Regions from separate parts of the Mus musculus genome. Here region 2 is linked to region 1. A link is a contact called in public HiChIP or PLAC-seq data. All regions are on one chromosome and are shown on one strand. The core of a region is the stretch at or near the end of the contact, and the rest is flanking DNA. Distances in the headings are between cores, read along the strand shown.

Region 1 (7,188 bases), core at 3,902-6,401:
ACCTTATGTGTGTATGTCACATTTTGGTAGTAGTTCATAGGGCGTGGCAGGAGGAAGATTGCTTGTCTTTAGCTTGCTTGGCCTTCTCATTGCCCTGATCATGCTTCCCTTTTGCGGCTGAGTTGATTTCTCCTGCTGGAGATGTAGCTGTTGCTCTTACTGCTTATACTGTTGCTGCTGATACTGATGGTGATGATGGTGGTGATGATGGTGGTGGTGCTGGTGGTAGTAGTTACCATGGTGATGATCATGATGACCATGTTCATGGTGATGAAGGTAGTATCTCTGCTGATAGGGATGATTCCCTCACTGATATGGGAACCAGCATTTGCAGGATTTCAATGTCAGACTGGGACTGTGGAAACACATAACCTTATTGACTGGTTAGCTATTCTGTTTGGGTTCCTTTGGTGTGACACAGCCATTGTGAGGCTGTTCTGAGCACACAGGCAGTCAGCACCAAGGACAAAGCAACCTCAGGTTTTCAGTTTCTCAGGTATGAGACAACTTTGTTACTCTTTTAATGTAAGTTGATTTAATAGATTCTTTTAATATGTTCATGTTTATCCAGTTGGCTCTGTTCCTATAGATGTGTGGTTCTCAGTCTCCCCAATGCTGCAACTCTTTACTACAGTTCCTCATGTTGTGCTGACTCCCAACCGTAACATTTTTTTACTACTTCATAACTGTAATTTTGCTGCCATTGTGAATCATAATGTAAGTATCTCATATGCGGGAAATCTGATATGTGACCCCTGTGAAAGGTTCGTTTGGTCCCTAAAGGGGTCATGACCCACAAGTTGAGCACTGCTGCTCTAGAGACCTTTGACTAATACGTTGGTTATGTCTGGGAAAGGTTTGGAATAACTGTGATGCCTAGGCACAGCACACATCTAGCTAGTGTCTGCTACCGAGCACTATCTTCATGGTGGAGAGAAGGAAACACAGGTAAGCCAGCCGTGTTCCCACCTCAGAGGGCATATCCTTAAAAGTGATACACCAACGGAATGAATACAAGCAGGATAAGGATGAAACTCTGCTCTTTGCCTATTGTGCACAGTCAGATATGTGCAGGTGTGACAGGTGACTGAAAGCTAAGCATTTTGCAAGGCAGAGGTGATACAAACACGAGTGGGAACCCATCCCGTAAGGGACGTAGAATCCTCAGTAACTAGCTAATGTTATTGGCCTTTACATTCCTAGAAATGACCCACAAACACCCCTCATACCCTCACTCTTCTCCTGAGTCCCTGTGAGCCCCGGGTGACAGACTCGACTTTGAAGAAGGCAGTTGAGAGATCTGAGCATTTTTGCTGCTACAACCCACATGTCTGTATCTACGGAGTTGCTGAACTGAGGAAGTAGCCTTCCGTGGGGACAGACCATGCTTATTAATGATAATCCAGACCCCTAGCCTTTAAGATCCATATTCATTTTAGTGTTTCATGATTCGTCTGCAGTGGTAAGACCACATCCTTCCATGGCTTCGTTTCTTCCCTTCTCTCTGGTCTGATGTGTGCTAGGCTGCGGATCTATGTGGTGTGGTGAGGCAGGAACTGAAGAGAGCGGAAAGGGAAGCAACATAGAAGAGCAAGAGGAGCGTTCACATCTCTCCAGCTCCTTCGCTATTGGCTTAGGATCTATCCTAACACGGTATAACCCCATCTCAATTCAAATACATTTCCCAAAATCTTTTATCCAAATAACGTTACATGTGCAAGGGCTAGAAGGTAAGACTTCAGTTCATCTTTTGGGGGACACACTCAACCCTCAACAACCTTTCCATCCTGGGATTAAATTCCTGTGACTGTGTCTTTACCCAGCTTGCCGTCTATCCCTTTGTCAACTAATGTTCTTACCCCAGCTGCCTCGCCCACAGTGAACTCCACCCCATCCGAGCTGGTCTATAGTAGGCTGGCTTTGTGACTGGGGCTGCTTGGTCCTTTCTGCTGCTCAGGAGGTGGGATGAAGTGCTGAGCTTCCGGCAGAGAGCCACACTAGTCTAAAGCTCCTGGGTCTTTCCCAAGCACTCACTAATTGCAGTGTGCCTCTGCTGTCTAGTAGCTACAGGCAGCATGCCTCTGAGTGAAGGCTGTGCCACTCATGAAAACCCCACAGCCATCCATTCCTTCCCTTCTTTTCTTGCTTTCCTTAATCTCCATCCCACTTCTGCTCAGCCAGGAGAGAGGGCAGAGATAAGCACTTGTGAACAAGCAGATATTGTTATCCTTTACTCATTACCACAGCTCCATGTGCTGAACACCCTACTCTCTTGGGAATGCTTTTGAGGACTCTAAGATTATGAAAAGTGGAAGAATGATGTTGTTATTCATCATTACGTAATTCTGAGCTTATAACTGCTCTTTAGAATACAGAGACCAGCCAGGCAGTGGGGGTGCATGCTTTTAATCCCAGCACTCGGGAGGCAGAGGCAGGCAGATGTCTGAGTTTGTGGCCAGCCTGGTCTGCAAAGTGAGTTCCAGGACAGCCAGGGCTACACGGAGAAACTCTGTCTTAAAAAATCAAAACAAAACAGAACCCCAAAGCAACCAAAACGCAAGAAGCTTCATTTAGAATACAGAGATCACAGTCTCTAGTATTAAAGCCTGGTGACAAAAGAGGAAGATCAGGGGACTCTAGGGCTTTTGTATTTTGTTGTCACTATATTGTTAAGGGAGGGGACCCTACCATAGTAGAACACAAACAACAGATCTTGTCAACACAAGAAACACAGTTCTCTCCTCAAAGGGGATAGTTTACTCTATAGCCAAATAGGGGTAAACATGGTCCAGGAACACAAATTTAGGTTACCTCAATGTCCATGTTCAAACATGGCAGCAATTTTATGAACTAAGAAAGTCACCAGTCAACACAATTTTCAAATACATGGGTAGAAATCTCAGGTCCCAGGTCACAACAAATCAGGGGAATCTCTGCTGTATGTCCTAGATGCTGTCTGATAACACTCTTAGCTTTGGAGTTGGTAAAACATAGTGGTCTGCTCGCAGTTCCCCAAAGATTTATCTAAGAGGCATAAGGATGCTAGGTCACATGCAGAGGTGGCATGGTGGTTAGTTCAGATTGACAGCCTGACACAGTCCAGGATTGCCTGGGAAAGTGTCTCATTGAGAGGTTGTCTTGATCTGCTAATTGATGTTGGAGGACCCGGTCCACTGTGGGCAGCACCATTCCCTGTGCTTTGGCCCTGGTCTTTATGAGAAAGGAGAAAGTGAGCTTAGTAGTAGGCGTGTCTAGATTTATTCATTTTCTCCGAATACCATGATTCCCCTGCAGTGACAGTTCATCACCTGGAATTGTGAACCAAATAAACCATCTACCTCAAAGTTGCCTATGTCAATGTATTTTATCACATTGATAGGAAACAAAATTATGGCAGTGGATGGTAAATGGATATTAAATGAGGATAAAATTGGTCCTTAATATGGCTCTATACTTGAGATACTCTGACCTCTCCACACCACTGAAGTTCTAGTCAGTTAATCAGTCTTTTCAGTCACAGCTTTTTTTCTAGTAGTGTCCATTCACAAGATCAAATCTACACATTTTGTATACTTTCAAATCATAGTATGATTTATGTAATACACTAGTGATCATTGTGTGAATGATTTTTTTTGAATGTCTGGATTTTGAAGAAAACTTTTCTATACTGATATGAGAATCATACAACTAAAACAGATGAAAGATGATTCCACTTACACTGTTTATAAATGGGGGAGGGCAGCTAAAAAGCTTCTGGCTGATAACTAAGTGTTATCATATTGCAATGACATTTTTGATATGTTTGGTGATCTTGCCTTTTTGACACATTTCAGGCTCCCCTGGAAGTTACAATGATCCTCTTGTGTCTCCTTCCCCAAGCTAGGATTGCGGGTGGCACTTCCATGCCTAGCTTAAAATATTTTAATTTTGATAGACAAACAAATAAGCAATAGGTAAACAGGGTCTTACTCTGTAGCCCTGGCTAGCCTGGAAGTCCTTATATAGGTAAGGCTGGCCTTGAATTCACAGAGATTTGGTCCCCTCTGCCTTCTGGGTGCTGGAATGAAAAATGTGAGCCATATCCAGCAAAATATTTTTAAAAGAAAACAATATACAAGAATACTTTTACTTGCAATGGATTTCTAGGCACTGGGAATGCCCTTCCTCTGTGCCTTTGCTGAAGATCTGGGGGGGGGTGGGGTGGAGCAGGAGACCACATTCCATGTGGTACAGGTCCCTTGCAGACATTTTTGTCTTCGTGGTGAGAACAGGACATAGAAGCTGATCAGGTAGGGTGTGGACTCCAGGGCAGCAGATCAAAAATGTTCTTCTAGAGGCCAGAAAGGCAGAAGAGAGAGATTTCTTTTTTTATCTCTTTTAAATTAGCACCTCTTCCTAGATGGCATAACAGAGAACATGACAGGAGCAGAAGGGATGCGCCTGGACACGTTGTGGTCTGGGTAGCTGGGCTGAGCAACTCATCTGTCCCCATGCCTCACCCCGGTGTCTGTCCAGAGTCCTTTAAAATGTCTCAAGAGTAGACACTCAATGGCATCCTTCCAGCTGCTGTCCCCTGTCCTTTCTCTGTCTGTCCCTTGCACTCTCGCCTATGAATCTATAACAAACATCTATCCAAAATGTATGCCCTGTGCCCCATCAATTTCATTTTTTCTTCTTTTTGAATTCCTAAGACAAGAACCCAAAGTCATCAGCTCCAAGTAGCTCTGATACCCTTGGAGTTTCTTGAGTCCCTAGCCCCACAAGTCAAGCTCGCTAAGAGCCAGCAAAGGCTCCATCACTTTCCCAAGTGCCCCACATTGCCGTGTTACTCCCAGTCTCTCCATCTGTGTTGTCTTTCCTGCAGACTTCTTGTCAGTCAGTCTGTAACACACAAGCACTCACGTGTTCTCACTACGAAGTTTACATGTGCTCAGTGTTGAGTTGAAAGGAAAGGCCAGTTCTAAATGGCAGCTTTCCTATTTACTGCTCCTTCAGGCTACACAGTGAAAAACAACTCTGTCTGAAATTTGAAAAGGTGTGGTTTATTCCCCCTGCTGTGTAAGCTGTTGGGGTACTCCCTGCAGAAGTCCCTTGCTTCTCTCATTAGGGGCTGTAGTCTCAGGCCTCCTACTCTCCATTCTTCCTGAGTGCCTGCCTTTTTGTTGCAAATAGAGCCCTAAACCTTACTTTAGAAATAGATAGTGCACTGTGGAGGAGGGACGACCAATAATGTTAGTTACAAAATCGGATCATGAGTGTTTTCACTCAGTTAGTCCTTTCCTTTATTTATGTCCCTTTCTGCGGGATCTGAAGCCAATATTCAAAAGATCAAGTTTAGATGAAGAGAGGCACAAGAGGCTATAAGACACTGTCACATTCTTTCACAAGAGGCTATAAGACACTGTCACATTCTTTCACAAGAGGCTATAAGACACTGTCACATTCTTTCACAAGAGGATATAAGACACTGTCACATTCTTTCACAAGAGGATATAAGACGTCGTCATAGTTTCACACTAGGGAACATTCTTTCTTTCTTTCTTTTTTTTTCTTGGTTTTTCGAGACAAGGTTTCTCTGTATAGCCCTGGCTGTCCTGGAACTCACTTTGTAGACCAGGCTGGCCTCGAACTCAGAAATCCACCTGCCTCTGTCTCCCGAGTGCTGGGATTAAAGGCATGCACCACCACGCCCGGCGGGAACATTCTTTCTTATGTTGTTTCTCTAAACAGCTCCTGTTTAGAGTTCAGTGCTTGTATTCATCAGGGTTCTCTAGAGTCACACAACTTATGGAATGTCTCTAAATATTAAGGGAATCTATTGTAACAGCTTATAGTCTGTAGTCCAACTAACCCAACAATGGGCATCTTTAAAAGGAAAGTCCAAGAATCTAGTAGTTGCTCTGTCCCACAAGGATAGTTGTTTAAGCTGGTCTTCTGTAGAAGTAGGTTCCAATATAGATGTACTGTCAAGTTGAAGCAGGCAAAGAGTTAGCCTTCCTTCTTCCAATATCCTTATGTAGACTTCCTGCAGAAGGTGTGGCCCAGATTAAGGCATGAACCACCATGCCTGCATCTGGAACTTGCTTTGTCCCAGGTTGACCTTGAATTCAGAGATCTCCTTGCCTGTGTTTCCTGGGATCAAAGGCGTGTACTACCTTGCCTGCGTCTAAGCTTTTTATGACCACTACGCCTCAAGATCTCCATGCCAAGATCCAGGTCAGAAACCTATGTCTTCCAGGCTCAAGATCTGGATCACAGGTGTGCCCTCCATTTCTGGACTGTAGTTCATTCCAGATATAGTCAAGTGCTTATTTCTTTAATGGTTGATTATTTACTGATTGATTGATTGATATTTATTGCTTATTTGTTTATTGGTTATTTATTGATTGGCTGTTCATTTATTTATTGCTTATTTATCTATTTGGTGTGTATGGTCTGTGCACAGTTGTGTACAGCTGTGTGCAGCTGTGTGTGTGTCTATGCATGGAGGCTAGGGAAAGTTTCCAGTTGTCCTGTCTATCACTGTCTCCGTCATCCCTTAAACCAGGGTCTCTCATTGAACCCAGAACTAGGCTGACAGTCAGCAAGGCTCAGCAAGCCTGCTTACTCCATTCCCACAGTCCTGGAGTTATAGACGCTTGTGCACACAACTGTCTCTTTATATGGTCACTGAGGATTTGAACTCAGATCTTCATGGCTGCACGGGCCAGCACGCAACCCACTGAGCCACCCATCCCTGCAGCCCCTTCCAGCGTCTTAAGATCAGGGGTTAAGTGTTAAGATTGCTAATGTGTGGTTACTAATTTAATGTCTCTCCAAAGCCAATGCTTGGCCCCCTTGCAGCAAAACACCAGTAGAAGCATCAGCCTATGGGGTGTCTCTTAGTGCTCTGCCTGAGCTGTAGTTAGTCACACCCAGAGCTGCACTCAGGGTGTCACAGGTTCTGAGGGGAAGGAAGAGAGAAGGGGGCACAGGCAGGAGAACAGGTGCTCTCCTTCCCATAGCTAGCTAGATTTTGCTGGCACCATTTCAACCTCATTGCCGTTTGAACACAAAGGACATGTTCTGTCCCATATGTGTACATGCTAATAGGCATATGATGACGTTGGTGGTGGAAGAGTGTCTCTAAGGAAGATAATCAATGTTTAGCTTAACGTCTGAAAACAGTGAGTGGTGCTTAGTGACCCA
Region 2 (6,873 bases), core at 2,660-5,159, 470 kb after region 1:
GCTTTTCCATGGGTGCCGGGGATATAAATGTAGATCCTTTATGCTTGTGCATCCAGAACTCAACTTTCTGGCCCCACGTCCACCACCAACGGGTACTGCCTTGAAGAGATTCCAATGTTGGGAATTTATCTTTTGAGACAGGGTCTGCTTTGTATTCCAGACTGACTTCAAACACAAATATGATACTTCTGTCTTAGCTTCCTTAGTGCTGGGATCATAGATAGGCATGTACCTTCATACCTAGCCATTCCTATGGTAAATTAAAAAAAAAAATCCACAGAAACTTACACGAATCAGATTGAAGCTGTCATCCTTTGAATAGTTCAATCATATTCCTTTTAGACATCTTGTGGAGAATATTAATTATACCCGTATTTAGAGTGAATTGCTTTTGTGGAAAACTAGGTTAATACTGAGTGACTTTATTTTTTTTTTTTTTTTTTTTTTTGTTCTCTAAAACATATAGGCATTTCAGTCGAACAATGGAAGAGCTTGTTCACGATCTTGTCTCTGCACTGGAAGAGAGCTCTGAGCAAGCCCGAGGTGGATTTGCTGAAACTGGAGAACATTCTCGAAATCTGTCTTGCCCTCTGAAACGCCAGGCCCGGAAAAGGAGAGGGAGGAAGCGGAGATCCTACAATGTTCACCACCCGTGGGAGACAGGCCACTGCTTAAGTGAAGGCTCTGATTCTAGTTTAGAAGAACCAAGTAAGGACTATAGAGAGAAGCACAGCAATAATAAAAAGGACCGCAGTGACTCTGATGACCAGATGTTAGTGGCGAAGCGGAGGCCATCTTCAAACCTAAGCAGCAGCGTTCGAGGTAAGCGGCTTCTGTGGCACGAGTCTGACTTTGCCGTGGACAGCCTTGGGAACAGAACGCTGCGCCGGAGGAGGAAGGTGAAGCGCATGGCCGTGGATCTCCCGCAGGACGTCTCCAGCAAAAGGACAATGACCCAGCTGCCAGAAGGCTGCAGAGATCAGGACATGGACAATGATAGAGCCAGCCAGTATCCAGAGTTTACCCGGAAGAAAGTTAAGAAAAGGAAGTTGAAAGGGATTAGGCCAGGACCGAAAACCCAGGAGGAAGGAGGAGTTTTGGAGAGTGAAGAAAGAAGCCAGCCCAACAAGGACAGGATGGAGTACGAGGAACAGAAAGCCTCGGATGAGCTCAGGAGCGAAAGGTGACGTTTCCTCCTCCTCCTCTTCCTCCTCCTCCTCCTCCTTCCCCCATGAGAATGGCTGGCTGCAGGCCTGGGCTCAGTGTGGTGTTTCCTGTTTGAATTCTGTTTCAGATAGTTAGAAGTTGCCACATGATGGTGATATTACTTTGTAGCTAGGCTTGTATGTCTTTATACTTTGTAGCATTTTCACACAAAGCAGAATCACTCATTTGATTTATGCAGTGCTGACTGTTATAATTGTCTGGATTTCCAGCTGCAAAGTAAGAAAGTTGCTCTACTGTGGGAAAGGGTATGCTGTTGAATAACAGTGCTGTAGGGTAGCTCACTGTGTAGTTAGGGAGCTGTGGCCTTTGGAGCATTTTAGGGTGTGTAGTCAGGATTCTGTTTCCTGCTGTTCAGAGGTCAGACCTTGTGCTGCGTGGGGCTTGGTGTGTTGATCTATAGCTTGCCACGGGATTCTGATCACTTATGAAATGTAAACACCTGATTTATTACGGTATGGAAGCAGCTGATCCTGGCCCTTAGAGAAATGGAATTTGTAGCATTCCTTTCTGTCCGTCTCAGGAAGCAGACTGTCTTTTATCTAATTGCCACATGCTCATTGCGAGTCAGAGAGTGAGCCTTTGCCGTTTACCCAACTCATTGCCTGTAAGAGCAGCCAGGGTGCGCGTGTGTCCAGCTCGCGCCCTTACATTGCTTAGAGCCAGAGGAAAATGGTGCGGGTGAAAGGGTCTGAGTTTTAATTTTAATTTAATTTAATTAAAATTGGCCTCATTTCAACCTTGGTAATTGTAGCCTTTGGATACTCGTGTGTGTTTGTGTGACTGTGGTTATGATAAGAACCCAGGTTGAGTTAATGATAGTTTTATTAGACAGTTTACTGTTTACATAGTTTTTCCTTTAAAAGTAAAGCAAAAAGTTTGTTTCTTTTCAGAAAGTTGTTTTTGCACAGGAACAGGGTTGGTTGCATTCTAGTACTGAGCCCTTGTGTCTGAGGACCTCACAGCCAAGAGCAGTTAGTGCTGTTGCTCATTGCTGTGGTGTGGCAGTGGTGGGACAGAGGAGGGGTTGGCTCACCTGCTCTGATGGCCGATTTTGAAAGCCCCTCCCTCTTGTTTTCTATGCCTCTGGTTAGTGATCTACTTGTTACTCTTCCCATCCTGGAAGCATAATGAGGCCAAATCTTTTCACATTATTTCTTATTTTTTCAACAACAACAAAAAATCATTATCAGGGATATTAAGTTTCTCAGTTGCTCACATCTCAGGTTTATAGTTTAAATATGTTTAAAATCAAATAATTGAAACTACATTTTCCCTGAATCCTAAACTTTTCTTTATATCAGTTTTCTGCTGCTGCTGAAGGGCTCAGTACAATTTCTTCTATAGAAGGATTGCTACCTGGTTAAGGTGGTGTCGATTCCTACAGGTTTCCATTTTAAGAAGGTTGATATTTTCTTGGATTTGATTTATATTACGAGAACTGTGTGTGTGTGTGTTTGTGTGCGTGTGTGCATATGTATGCGTTTGGCAAACATTTGATTAACTACTACTGCACTGTGCACAGGTGGCTCAAAGACTAACAACAGACTATCCAGCTTGTTCCTCGGCTGCGGTAGGCATACAAGCTAATACTGAGAATGGCATGCTCTCTATGAGTGATGCCTTCATATAGGAGCTGTGTTTCAAAGCGAGAGCTAAGACTTGTTCAGACAAGGGAGGACTGGAGAGCCAGCAAGGAAGTGGCATGACTGTCAGAGACCTGTGTAGGGTGAAATGTCTGCAGCTCATGCTACAAGGATGTAGAGGATCTGAGGCTACCGCAGCAGTGGTTCTCTAAGGCCTGTGTGCTAGGGTGTTCATATTTCATCATAAAGGAAATGGGAATTTTTGGCAGTGAAGAAACTTAGCACAACATAGTCTTGACAGGAGTGTTCTCGTGACCTTTGATTGACCTCAGTCCATACAGTGGAGGGTAGAGTCTGAATGTGCTTGCAGACAGTGCTTGCAGGTGTCTAAAGCTGTATTTGGAAGGCTGGTGCTCTCAGATGATGCTGGATTTTATTCATAGGGAAAGGGATTAATATTCATATATATATACTTCTCATGGAATATATGCTCATCTGAACGGTAGTTATAAAAATCATTTCCAAACAGGAGAAGAGATAACTGTCCTTACAGGTGGATTGTCATGTCGTCTAGCTGCTGGAAATGAAAAGTCTTGCTTGTTACGTTCTTCTTGTTTAATGATCATAGCAACAAGGAAGTATTGTAGCAACTGGCAAGGTATCAGTAACACAATAGAATTATTTTATGTGTCCATAAAAAGTACCTCAGTAGAGAGCGAGGATCACTAACGACTGGTCTTTCCGCACGTGGTTAGATCGTCATGTTGTGGACAGATGGAGCGCGCTCCTTGGAGGGAGAGCTAAGGCAGTTTGCAGAGTTCCCCTCTCACATTCTTATCCTCTGAGTCCGTTCCCTTTCACTGTTGATATACATGTTACCACAGTTAAAGAATACAATGTGTTTTATTAGAATCACTGTTTGTTTTTTGTTTAAAATGGCTTTTTTCTGTTTCTGTGTATTGTGCTTAACCTGTGAAAAGGTGAACTGGTTGTGTGTAGATCAGATTAGAGAACCCAGCAGACTATGACAGCAGAAACAGTGAGTGAACTCACTGTTTGCAGGCTGTAAAATACTTGCGGTCTGTGGTCAGGCTTAACCTGGCTCGTATTTAGTAAGCATTGGTCTAATGGGGAAATATGACAGCTCTCATTATGAAGTGCTACACTAGACTGCCGGGGCATTGCACAGAGAGTCTGTCTTTGGAGAATCTGAGGGGTTCTGAGTTGTAAGTACATTTTTCTCTTGGGGGTTTCAGAAGAGGTCTTGTGCCTGAGGTGTGTTAAGGACAGAGTTGAAGGAAAACAGGAAGAGTAGGAATAGCAGTTTGGACCTTGCCTACATGGAGGGAGGGAGGTCAGACTTCTGAGAGCCTCTCCTTGTAGGAGGGAGGTCACACTCATGAGGTCATCATTTTCAAGCAAAGCTGTGTGTGTTGTAAATGGGATGGCGTGCCATCAGTTCCTTAGGAATATTGTTGTATAGGAAACTTAGTCAATTAGAAGAAAGTTTAAAAAATGAGTCTCGACAAATTCTTATAACTTTCATTAGTTTATTTTTGAAAAGTTTATATAAACTGATAGTTTTAATGTGGATTTAAGTCTTAGCAGTGACTTTCTTCATAAATATAATATTTTAAAACAGGCTAATGTGCCTGGTTTTTAATCAGCTAGGCTACATTGTTTTATGTTTTTTATTTTGGGCTGGAGAGTCAAGGCACTCACCAGGCCTGATGCTCTGCGTTTGGCTTTCAGAACTCCCGTGGAAGAAGGGGTGAGCTGACTCCATAAGCTGTCCCCATGGACAGAATCTTCAGGTATAGCACGTGTACACACTCACACAAATAATACTTTAAAAAGTGATTTATTTCTATTTTACGTACACTGGTGTTTGGACTGCATGTATGTCTGAGTGAGAGTGTTGGATCTCTTGGAACAGGAGTTAACAAACAGTAGTGAATTGCTAAGTGGGTGCTGGGAATTGAACGCAGGTCCTCTGGAAGAGCAGCCAGTTTTTTTTAATTGCTGAGCCATCTCACCAATCCCAAATAAATACTTTTAAAAAAGACTATTTTAATTTAAAAGGTCACCAGTGACTATTTCTTGATTGGTTAAAATCAAGCAGGCACATAAGCGCTTTTAGAATAACAGTTTTCTCAGAGGCCAAGCTTTTCAGGATTTGATCTTATTTTCTATATATTTTCACTTAACTGGCCTGACATATATATATTGTTTCCATTAGAACCATAGTGATGTTGTGTTCTTTTTGGAGTATATGTTATTTATTTGAACTTCCATATTAAATTTGAACCCCTATCTTGTTCTTTAGTTTATGCAGAAAAACAAGAACCTTTCTTACTATTGGCTTGACTTTGTGCCATGGCACGGCCACTAGCATGGACCTTGTCTCTTTGGGAAGCGATAGGGTTGATGGGAAATTCTCAGAGCAGCTTTTCTAGAGTATTTACAAATGTGGTTAGGGAAGTCATTTCACATTGGCCCAGTGTTTCTGTGCTGAGTCTTGGCCTGCGACGGGTGCGACTTTCCCATCTTATTGAGCTGCGGCTTGAGCTGAATCACACAGCACAGCAGAAAGGGAGCAGTGAGCCTTTGATGAGAACAGGCAATAGACTGTGTCCCCAAGTCAGCACTCTGCAGTCACATCCACTTACTGTCTAGGTCTCATTAGACTCCTGGGCTTTTTTTTGTGTGCCAAAAATAATGTGTTCTGTAGTTAGTGGAACTGGGATAGTTGAAGTTTTGATTTGGAAAAAAAGAAAAGGAAAGCAAAAAGAAAAGGAAAAGAAAAAGAAACGTTATTTTCTCTCAGACCTTTGTCAGGCTCAGGTCCGTCTCTGAGCTGCTGCGTCTTTAAAGCTTGAGCGCCAAGGACCAGTGCTTGTTTGATGTGCTTCATTTGTCTTCTTTTCCTGGTTGTAGTGACACCAGCAGTCTCAGCAGCACTGACGCGGGCTTGTTCACCAACGATGAGGGAAGACAAGGTACTGAGACATGGATCCCCTTTGAAAAACTCCATTTGAAAGCTGTGCATATTGCTGGTGATTGTATAAGCTGCCAACAGTAACCCCTTGGCATTACAGATGCTACTTAGCGACTGCTGTTTAGTATAGTGGCTGGTTCCTATACTCCACAGACGATGGTTTGGCTTCCTGACCCACTTACAAACTATATCTAAAAGTAGCGCTTGCCACTAAGCTTTGCACACTCCAGTCTTTGCAATCTGTAGCGAGAGTCAGACACTGACTCTTATCCTCCTCCTTATTTCAAATGGTTGTGAAACTGTAAGCATTTAAATGGATTTGTAATGGTTTGTCATTTTATTCTGTTGTCACATTTACACTGTCCGACTTATATGTAATTAAATGGCTTTTATTAATTCACTATTATACATTATTGAACACTGTTGAACACTGTTTGAGGTCTTCTCTATCCTGCAGAAACCCAGAATCTTTTTAGACCTCAGCGTTGCAGTGTTTTGAGTGAGGAACCATGCTCACCTTGCTTGACTTCATTCCTCACACAAGCCGGCTTCTCATCCATTGTACAGATCCTAGAGTTGCACTAGCCATATGTGTTAGCTATATGTGGACTTATCACGGAGGTATCATATTTTTAAAAGTGCAATATTAAGTTCAGGAATGGTAGCTTATGCCCTTAATCCTAGCACTTAGAGTCAGAAGCAGGCAGATGATATATTATCTGTGAATTCTACACCAGTAAGGGCTACTTCGTGAGACCCTGTCTCAAAAACAAACCAATCAAACAAGAAGAAGAAGGCGGCATCTGCAGAAAGTAGGTTCTACAGAAAGGAAGAGAACATTTATTGTCTGAATTACAGACTCTTGAGTGATTTTATGGGAAGGGAAAAGCACAGTAATATTGCTCATGTTTTCCCCCAGACCTCCTTGGTGAGGACAGCAGGTGAGAGGACCACACCCCTCACTGCTGTGCACACGTCACCAGGAGCATGCCAGTAGAACTACCTTGGTAATAGACTTGAGTTTTGTTAAAGTACAGATCTTACCCAGCTTATAGATGTTGATAT

What was found. HiChIP or PLAC-seq counts read pairs in DNA pulled down with a chosen protein or histone mark.
Region 2: a contact with region 1 is called in an H3K27ac HiChIP or PLAC-seq map of acute myeloid leukemia, with 2.5 times the contacts expected there. The contact joins two enhancer-like sites. A contact is called at or near these places in 3 of 39 promoter capture datasets (the C10 cell line, hematopoietic stem and progenitor cells and pre-B cells), 6 of 484 Hi-C or Micro-C datasets (the G1E-ER4 cell line, embryonic stem cells, muscle stem cells and 2 more) and 2 of 115 datasets of contacts at active chromatin or transcription factors (acute myeloid leukemia and bone marrow-derived macrophages).

The regions. Positions count from the first base shown.
Region 1 is chr1:186,758,235-186,765,422 of GRCm38.p6, forward strand. No RefSeq gene overlaps it. Among named protein-coding and RNA genes, the nearest start is that of Rrp15, 12 kb to the left of the region's middle. Within about 2 kb of position 5,152, at least 12 of the 459 cell types and tissues checked have an H3K27ac peak or open chromatin away from gene starts, as enhancers often do. A contact at or near this core is called in acute myeloid leukemia, where this site is marked.
Region 2 is chr1:187,225,037-187,231,909 of GRCm38.p6, forward strand. Gpatch2 (G patch domain containing 2) reads left to right here. Exons shown (of 10, transcript NM_026367.4): 2 at 467-1,183; 3 at 5,748-5,809. Among named protein-coding and RNA genes, the nearest start is that of Gpatch2, 13 kb to the left of the region's middle. Within about 2 kb of position 3,910, at least 64 of the 459 cell types and tissues checked have an H3K27ac peak or open chromatin away from gene starts, as enhancers often do. A contact at or near this core is called in acute myeloid leukemia, where this site is marked.